3 separate regions of the Sus scrofa genome follow, and all the other regions are linked to region 3. A link is a contact called in public promoter capture Hi-C data. All regions are on one chromosome and are shown on one strand. The core of a region is the stretch at or near the end of the contact, and the rest is flanking DNA. Distances in the headings are between cores, read along the strand shown.

The links. Promoter capture Hi-C pulls out the DNA fragments that hold promoters and counts their contacts.
Region 1: a contact with region 3 is called in a promoter capture Hi-C map of liver, with 4 times the contacts expected there. The contact joins the promoter of NFX1 here to the promoter of UBAP2 in region 3. A contact is called at or near these places in 1 of 5 promoter capture datasets (liver) and 1 of 2 datasets of contacts at active chromatin or transcription factors (alveolar macrophages).
Region 2: a promoter capture Hi-C map of fetal liver shows a contact between it and region 3, with 2.2 times the contacts expected there. The contact joins the promoter of NOL6 here to the promoter of UBAP2 in region 3. A contact is called at or near these places in 3 of 5 promoter capture datasets (fetal liver, fetal skeletal muscle and liver), 4 of 47 Hi-C or Micro-C datasets (alveolar macrophages, liver, omental adipose tissue and 1 more) and 2 of 2 datasets of contacts at active chromatin or transcription factors (alveolar macrophages and skeletal muscle).

Annotation. Positions count from the first base shown.
Region 1 is chr10:33,199,516-33,202,215 of Sscrofa11.1, reverse strand. It overlaps NFX1 (transcriptional repressor NF-X1), which reads left to right and starts at 1,397. Exons shown (of 25, transcript XM_021064702.1): 1 at 1,397-1,589. The coding sequence starts at 1,469.
Region 2 is chr10:33,020,653-33,023,352 of Sscrofa11.1, reverse strand. NOL6 (nucleolar protein 6) reads right to left here and starts at 1,318. Exons shown (of 26, transcript XM_003130678.4): 1 at 1,131-1,318. The coding sequence starts at 1,184.
Region 3 is chr10:32,754,338-32,757,037 of Sscrofa11.1, reverse strand. It overlaps UBAP2 (ubiquitin-associated protein 2), which reads right to left and starts at 1,331. Exons shown (of 28, transcript XM_021064693.1): 1 at 916-1,331.

The DNA of each region.
Region 1 (2,700 bases), core at 148-2,647, 450 kb before region 3:
GCCAGAGCCACAGCAACGCGGGATCCGAGCCGCGTCTGCAACCTACACCACAGCTAACGGCAACGCCGGATCGTTAACCCACTGAGCAAGGGCAGGGACCGAACCCACAACCTCATGGTTCCTAGTCGGATTCGTTAACCACTGCGCCACGACGGGAACTCCCTTTTACTAACTTCTTAATGCTCTTGGAATAAGATCTATTATCACATCCTGCAGGTGATGCACGTGATCTTCTTTACCTACTTCTCCAATTTCATACTGTGCCAAGCTCCTGACTCACTGTTCACCAGCAAATATTTCCATAACTTGAACTTAAGCTATTTCCTTCTTCCTTAACATTTGCACATACTATTATCTCTAACTCTTCACGTAGCTTACCCATCTCATCTGTCCAATTCAAAGAAAGCTGGCCACATTTTCTGGAGCAGATCCTATAAAGTCTATATCACTGTTTATTTCTTTCACAATGCAAATTATTCATTTGTAAATATAAATTACTCAGTTTTAACTTTTCCCCCCTAGACAGTTCACTTCATGAGGGCAGGAAGCATATTTCTTTTTCACCATTAACCTCCTCCAGCACTTAAAAAGACAAAATATGCATTATAACGGAAGTTAATGAAGACTTGTGTTTTTGGGGAAACCTGCACCACTGAATTACTTTACAAATGCAGATGCTTCACACTTAAATCTTGTGTTCTTCTTGGTAATGCAACAGCAAAACACACAAACAAAAGAACTCCACACATTCACCTAACAGTTTGTACTTTAAAAATTATCAGTGTCTCCAAACCTTTCCCCTAACGTTCAGTGTCAATCTATATTTGTCACCGTGCCCGCTCAAGCCCTTTGTCATATCTAATAAACGACCTTTCGTTTTCTAAACTGATTTGTAAGAGCCGATATGTGTATCATCTTTTTATCGTCTTTTTGCAGATTATTTTTTCCCAGGCTGCTTTTTAAAATTTTATCATTTAACCAATATTTTATTAGTCTAGCGACCTTCTATCCTGAGTTCATGGAATTTAAATTTACAACACTTAAAGAACAAAAACTAGTTATCCCACTTTCATAATAATTCCTGTAGAATTAATTTTTCCCTCAATTTGTTACACAACTTTCAGAGCAAGTTAGATTCCAGGCTGCCTTTCCACTACTTGTTTTTATTTTAACCCTAAGTCAGAATTACTCTAGTAAGGCGGTGATGTCTGAGCTGACTCCGGAAAACCAGGTGAAGCCGGTTGGGTGGCGGAATAAAAGCGCACGGTAGCAGGAGAGCACAGCGAATCTCAAAAGGAAAACGATAGATTACGCAAGCCCCAGCACGCCTACCCTCCCGGGACCTAGTCACCCACAGCCACTAGTTTCTTCCTTCAGCCTTACGCCTGGTGCGTCTATCTGACGTCATGACGCACCACACAGTCTCCACAGGCCGCGCAAGCTCTGTGGCCGTCCACCGGGCGCGCGGATGCGAATATTCTCCCGGCGCCGGAAGTCCAGGGCACGTGACCGGGTGACAGCGCTTGCTGGGCTGCAGGGCTCGCCTCAGGTGTTGCGGCACGGGATGGCGGAGGCGCCTCCTGTCTCAGGTACTGTCCTGGCCCTCACGGGACTGGGCCCTTCGCGAGTAGCGGAAATTGGGTCAGTGACGAGTCCTAAGGCACTGGCCATTCGTATCGCGAGAGTGGCGCGTCCTAGGGTTGGGATAGTGGCTCGGAAGGGCCAAGCCACGCGCGTCTTGCATACAGATCTCTTAACCATCTTCCACCGTGTGGAGAAGCTCGGCAGCTGGTTTTCCTCAGAGAGCGGGGTTGTCCCAGGGCGTTGATGTGGGTATCCCGCTCTCTTCAGGGCTCATCTCGGCCTTCCTGGGGCAGCGGCCGCACGGATATCCGACAGGCGGGCGTCAGTCGGGTCACCGCCCTTGACGGTGGCGGGCTCTTGACGCGAGGCAGGTTTGCGCGCTGTACTTCAGGAGTACTCGTGTGTCCTGGGGCAGCACTGCGAGCGCGAGCGAAAGACCTGTGGTTTCCATTCTCACCCTGCCGCAGCTCACAGTGTGACTGGGTGTTTTCCTCATCTTTGAGTTAGGAGTAAATAAATCAACTGTTGCGAAGGTTCCCGCCGATACTGTAACCTGTTACTTCCTCTACTGGAATTGTCTCTGTGTGTGCAGGCAGCCGAATTTGTTATTAATATAACGGCTGTTAATGTAACACCCATTTCCACTTCCTTCAAGGTACGTTAGATCTTTGTTTTCCAAACTCTTTGGACAGTGACCGAAAAGGAGCGTTTTCCATCTTGACCTCAGTGCACACAGAACTAAATATGAAAGCGAACCGAAAGTTTCAGGAAGCAATAGTTTTCCTTACTATCTCTAATGCACTCTAATACATATTTCGTTTGAAAAAAATACTTGTCACAATCCACTATGTGATTTGATTTCCTGACCCACTGTTTCTGAGAAAGGGGGCAGCAATTTGCAACACGAGGTTTGTGAACAGTCATTAATTTAAGACTTAGTTCTGCTACCTACCAGCTGTTGGGGCACCAAAAAGAGTATATATGTATTTGTGTACTTGGTGGCAGGTAAAATGTATTTATTACTATGGGTCTTGGTCAAAAAAGTTGGATAACACACTGCATCTATGTACCCCTGTCCTGATACAGGTATTAAGTCATCTTGGAGGGGGTTCCTTT
Region 2 (2,700 bases), core at 69-2,568, 270 kb before region 3:
GTGTTGCTGTGGCTGTGGTGTAGGGCAGCAGCTATAGCTCTGATTAGACCCCTAGCCTGGGAAGCTCCATATGCTACGGGTGCAGCCCTTAAAAAAAAAAAAGAATATGACTGAGCTCTTGGGGAGTTCCCTGGTCATCTAGTGGTCAGGACTTAGCACTTTCACCACTGTGGCCTGGTTCAATCCCTGGTCTGGGAACTGAGATCCCATATCACATTGTGGCAGAAGAGGAAGGAGAAGAAGTTTACTGAGCTCTAGACCAAAAACTCCTTGAGTTGAGGGTTCCCCGTATACTTGACAGCACAAGCATGGAGCTCTGCTTGGAGCTGATAGGAGTGGTAGCTGGCTGTACCCTGCCCAATGCAATGCCTAAGCTCCTGTGCTTTCAAGTATAAGGAGCTGCTTCTGCTGCTGGGTTAGTCCTAGGACTTTGCAAATGCCATCTCCACTCTTACTCTATCTAAACCCTGCCAGGTCACACACACACACACCACGACAGCATGCAAGCCCTGACAACAACAGACTTCAGGATACATTAAGTGCTCAGTAATGGAAAGAGCCTACTGGTTTTGAAGGATATACAGTAAATCATCCAATTCTCACAACAATCCTAACTGAAAACGCTAGAACGAAGCCCCGAGAGCTTCCACAGTTGGTATGCCTATACTGTGAGAAGGCTTCAAACCCTGATCTGAGGGATCCTAAACCTTCTCCCCTACAGCGGGCCCCGCCCCCCTCCAGGTTCCCACACCCGGAAGAGCCTTACTGGAGCGCTCTAGGAGCGCCACCATGTGGGGAGCCCAGAACTAGATCCCACCCAGCATCAAGGAGGACCTGGTCAGGGAAATGATCCAAGCTGCGGAGTGGAGTGGAGTGGGGTGTGGTGGGGTGGGGGCTGGGGCCACTTCAATTTCAAGGTGTAGAGCTAGGGAAGAGAGAAGCTCAATAGGCTTTAGTGCTTCTATCCATCTCCCTTACCAAGCCCTGTCTCGGTACCCCGGGCTGGAAACATTGGGGGAATGGGGCTCCTCCAGAAGGTACCGCCCTAGTGCCCCTTGTTGGCGAGCTATCAGGCTCTGCCGTTCCCCCCTCCCCATGTTGCATTCCTTCCTCCCAGATGGTTCTCCCACCTCCGGCTCCTCAGCAGTTCCGCGATGCTGCGCTCCCGCAGGTGCGGGCCCCATCCTTCTGGTATCCTGCTGGCACTTTGGGTTTAAATTCCGCTTGCTCTACAACTTCTTCCCACGTTGGCAGAAATGCCCAAGCACGGGCAGAAATGCTGGCACGATTGTCAGCAAGCCTCGTGGCGCAGGACTCCGCCCAGCTCCAGAGCCATTGGGTGAGTGCCCATCGACTCGCTCGCCATTGGGCTCTGTCACTCTCCAAGACCGCCCACTATGGGGGAGGGGCCAAACAGGGTTCTCCGATTTCCGGCTTCTTTGCGACGCCAGACCGGAAGCCTGCCTGACGCTTGGCGCAGCTTCCTTTCCCTCACTTCCTGCACTTGGGTCTAAAGGGTAAGGGCGGGGCTGGTTTGAGTTTCTGTGGTGAGCGTTTGTTTATTTACCCCGGTGATTCCTCTTCTTTTTTCATTTACCATTTAACCTTTTTTTTTTTTTTTTTTTTTTTTTTTTTTTGTCTTTTTGCCTTTTCTAGGGCCGCTTCCCAGGCTAGGGATCTAATCGGAGCTGTAGCCTCCGGCCTATGCCAGAGCCACAGCAACGCGGGATCCGAGCCGCATCTGCGACCTACACCGCAACTCACGGCAACACCGGATTTTTAACCCACTAAGCGAGGCCAGGGATGGAACCCTTAACCTCATAGTTCCTAGTCGGATTCGTTAACCACTGAGCCAGGACGGGAACTCCCAGTTAACCAGTCTTATCTGTTCTACCGCTAAAATATACCTTGAATTTACTCACTCTTGTCTCTTTGTTTTTTAAAGAAATTTATTCTGGCCGTACCAGAAGTATGTGCAAGTTCCCAGGCCAGGGATGGAATCCCTGCCATAGCAGTTACTCCCAGTTGCTATAGTGAAAACGCCGGATGTTTAACCCGCTGAACCACAAGGGAACTCCTCTGTTTTTACTGCCAAGTTTAGTCCAGTTCGCACGTCTTGTGCCTGGTTTATTGTAATAGCTTTTCTCTATTACATTTTCCAAATTTGCTGAATATGATGACCATCCATATACTCTTCACCTACCCATCATAACCTAGTATTAATAAATGCCAAATTTGCTTTGTCTTTGTGTACTTATGTTTTACTATTTTGCAGAGCCATGCTGTACATTAGATACTTAGAAGTTTGTCCTCATTTACTGGAAGTTTGTACCCTTTAACCAACATCTCATTTCTTCCACCTTCCAGGCCCTGGCAACTACCAATCCAATTTCTCTTTTTATGGGTTTAGCTTTTTTGGTTATTTATGGCCACACCTGTGGCATATGGAAGTTCCCAGGCTAGAGGTCGAATGGGAGCCACAGCCACCAGCATAGACCACGGCCACAGCAACCTGGGATCTGAGCTGCATTTTCAGTTTAGGCCACAGCTTGCAGCAATGCTGGATCTTTAATTCAACCAGCGAGGCCAGAGATGGACCTCACAGACCAGTTCTTAACCTGCTGAGCCACAATGGAAACCCTGGGTTTAGTTTTTCTGAATTCCACATATGCAATACTACAATACTTGTATTTGTCTCTC
Region 3 (2,700 bases), core at 82-2,581:
GTAGAAACAATATCCAACAGAGGTGGAAGTAAACTACCGGATTATGTCAAACAGGAAATAACAGGAATGATGATGGAATCACGCAATCAACTCCCAGAGAGAACAAGGATGAGACCAGAGTGGTGAGAACAGTGGTGGCACGTGAGGTGCGAGGACAACTAATTAGACTGAAAACCCTGGGGGAAAAGTGGAAAGCCAAGTGAAAAGTGATTCAGCGGCAAAGAAAACTGAGATGCAATGCACCAATGGAAGAGTAACATTTTGAATAGTATTCTAAGAGTGCTTTAGTTTACAAAGCTCTTGCAAACCTACACTAAAGAACAACTGTGACACGGCCAGACTACAGGAACTGGGAACGTGGAGGAAAACTGAGTCCTAAGTGTCTGACACCAAAACCTTCCCGAATGAAGAGGAGAAGTGGAACTGCACTAGCCTCTGGGTAGCCGGGAAAGGCGAGAGAGCGCAGAAGTAAGGCTCTGAAATATCTAGTCCCAGGTCTAGCGACAGGCATGAAAACGGAAAAGTGGTCGGTCGGCGACAGCGTGGCGCGGGAGCTCCAGCGGACAGGCAAGGGAGGGACAACGGTGGGAGAGAAAACCACACCCTCCAGGGCAGAAACCCGACCGGGGGGAGGGGAAGGCGCCCCCTGGGGCTGGGTGGGGCCGGGACGACAAGCGTTGGGGTAGGCAGGAAGGAGCCCCGGACAACCCGCGGGAGAGAGGAAGGACTGCACCAGGCCTGGGCAAACTGAGGACGCGTGAAACCAGCGAGGGAAGCTCGGCCCGCTTTCACGGGTGGGCGCTGGGGCACTATGAAGAAGGTTGGAGAAAAGAAGAACAGAAGCCAGGACTACCGGGCGCAAGCTGCAGAGCTCAGGGACCTGGACCGGGGAAGGTGAGAGAAGGTGCCAATTACCGCTGCTGCTCTCGCTGGACTCGGGACCCGCTGCTGCTGCTGCCGCTGCCGCTGCCGCTTGCCGCTGCCGCTGCCGCCGCCGCCGCCGCCGCTCGTTACCTGCCAATGTGCCTCTTACAAAGCGGCGGCGGCGGCAGAGGCTGCTCGGCCCGTCACGTGACCTCTACGTCATGGGCGAAGGAGGAGCCACTACAAGTCGCTCGCCCGCGGCTCGTCATCAACCCGCCCACAGAGCGCGTCGCTCTCACTAACCAACCCCCCGTCATGCCCTCCAGACTGGGCCAGCATGGTTGAGGCAGGGGGAGGCACGCAGATGGAGCCAACAAGGGCGAGTTTACGCAGTTTCTCGTACTCGGAGTTGTTAGGGACGTGCTAGCTCCCGCCTCCAGGAAGCCCACAAGTGCAGCTCGTTGTCGCGCTGTGATGACCTCACAAGGCACCACAGGTCGCTGCCTTGCGGCCGCCTTCCTCTCATCACGTGAAGTGGTCCAACCACTCAAGAAGACCCTAGCCTGCCAAGCGTTGCGCCAGGGCACTACGATTCTCAACTTGCTGCACAGCAAAGCCATCTACCACCACATCCTTTCCCTCGTGGCTTCATGGATGGTGCGGCTGTGACTTCGGACCGAGGGAAGGCCGAGACGGAAAGCGGACAGGGCAGGCATCTGAGACTAATGCTAGTGAGCGGCCCCTGCTAGGCAGCTGAGCATGATTCCTGCTGGGAGATGTAGTCGCCGTGGGAGGTGGGGTTCGGCTACCACCTTCCCGAGCCGGCGCTCTGCCCCGCCCCCCTGCGCGGGAAAACACCAACGGCTCGCGGAGATATCCGTTGCACCCAGCTGGCTTCCCAGGGAACCTCCACCGGAGTGGGAAGGCCCCGAGGCTTACGTCCTACGAAACGTGGGCTCAAATTATGCAGTCCCAAGCCCCTTATGCGTGAAAAGACTAACATTTCTAGAAAGCCTACTCGTCAGCCGTTTATACAACCAGTTTTATTAAGTCGTAAAGTCAACCCTTTGAGGCTGGGATTGTCCCGGTTTTAAGCAAAGAGAAAGGATCAGGGAGGTTCAGTTGTTAACTGGCTGAGGAGACCCAAACCAGATTATCTGTCTCCTAATAATGAATAACCTGCCTCTCAAAATGACCTCACCTGTTAAGCATAAAGAAGGAGCTAATGGTTTATAATTGTAGCAGAGTATTTTAGAGTATGTTCTCAATTACTGGACGGTTGACCCTCAAAGGCAGTATCTAAGGACTTTGGAATCCAGCAGGCCTTACCTCGATTTGAGCTTTCCTTTGTGATAACACCGCTTCACCAGGTTGTGAAATAAGATTATGTAAAATACCAGATTGGCACAGAATAAACCCTCAATAAATATTAGCGATTATTTTCACACCCTGCATGTATCCTTGGGCACCATAGGTCCAAGATGAAAAGGGAATTAGCACATACTGATCTTTGTATGGGGCACTCTACGAGTTACTAACTTGCCAGGTACTAATAGACTTGTAGGTTAAAGTACTTGATGCAAAACACTTGAATCCTTAATAGCCTGCTCAGTTCAAGGGAAAACTTTGTTTTTCATCTGAATTGATCAAGAATGCTCAGGCTGTGCCTTTAACAAATAGAACTTATTATCATGACCATTCATGTGTAGATGTATCTTATCTCTCTTTTTACAGTGAGCTAGCGTTGTATATAGTCAGTTTAGTCTTCCTTCTTTTTGTATTTCTGCTGTATAGAAATGTGTGGGAGAGGAGTTCCCATCTTGGCACAGCAGAAAC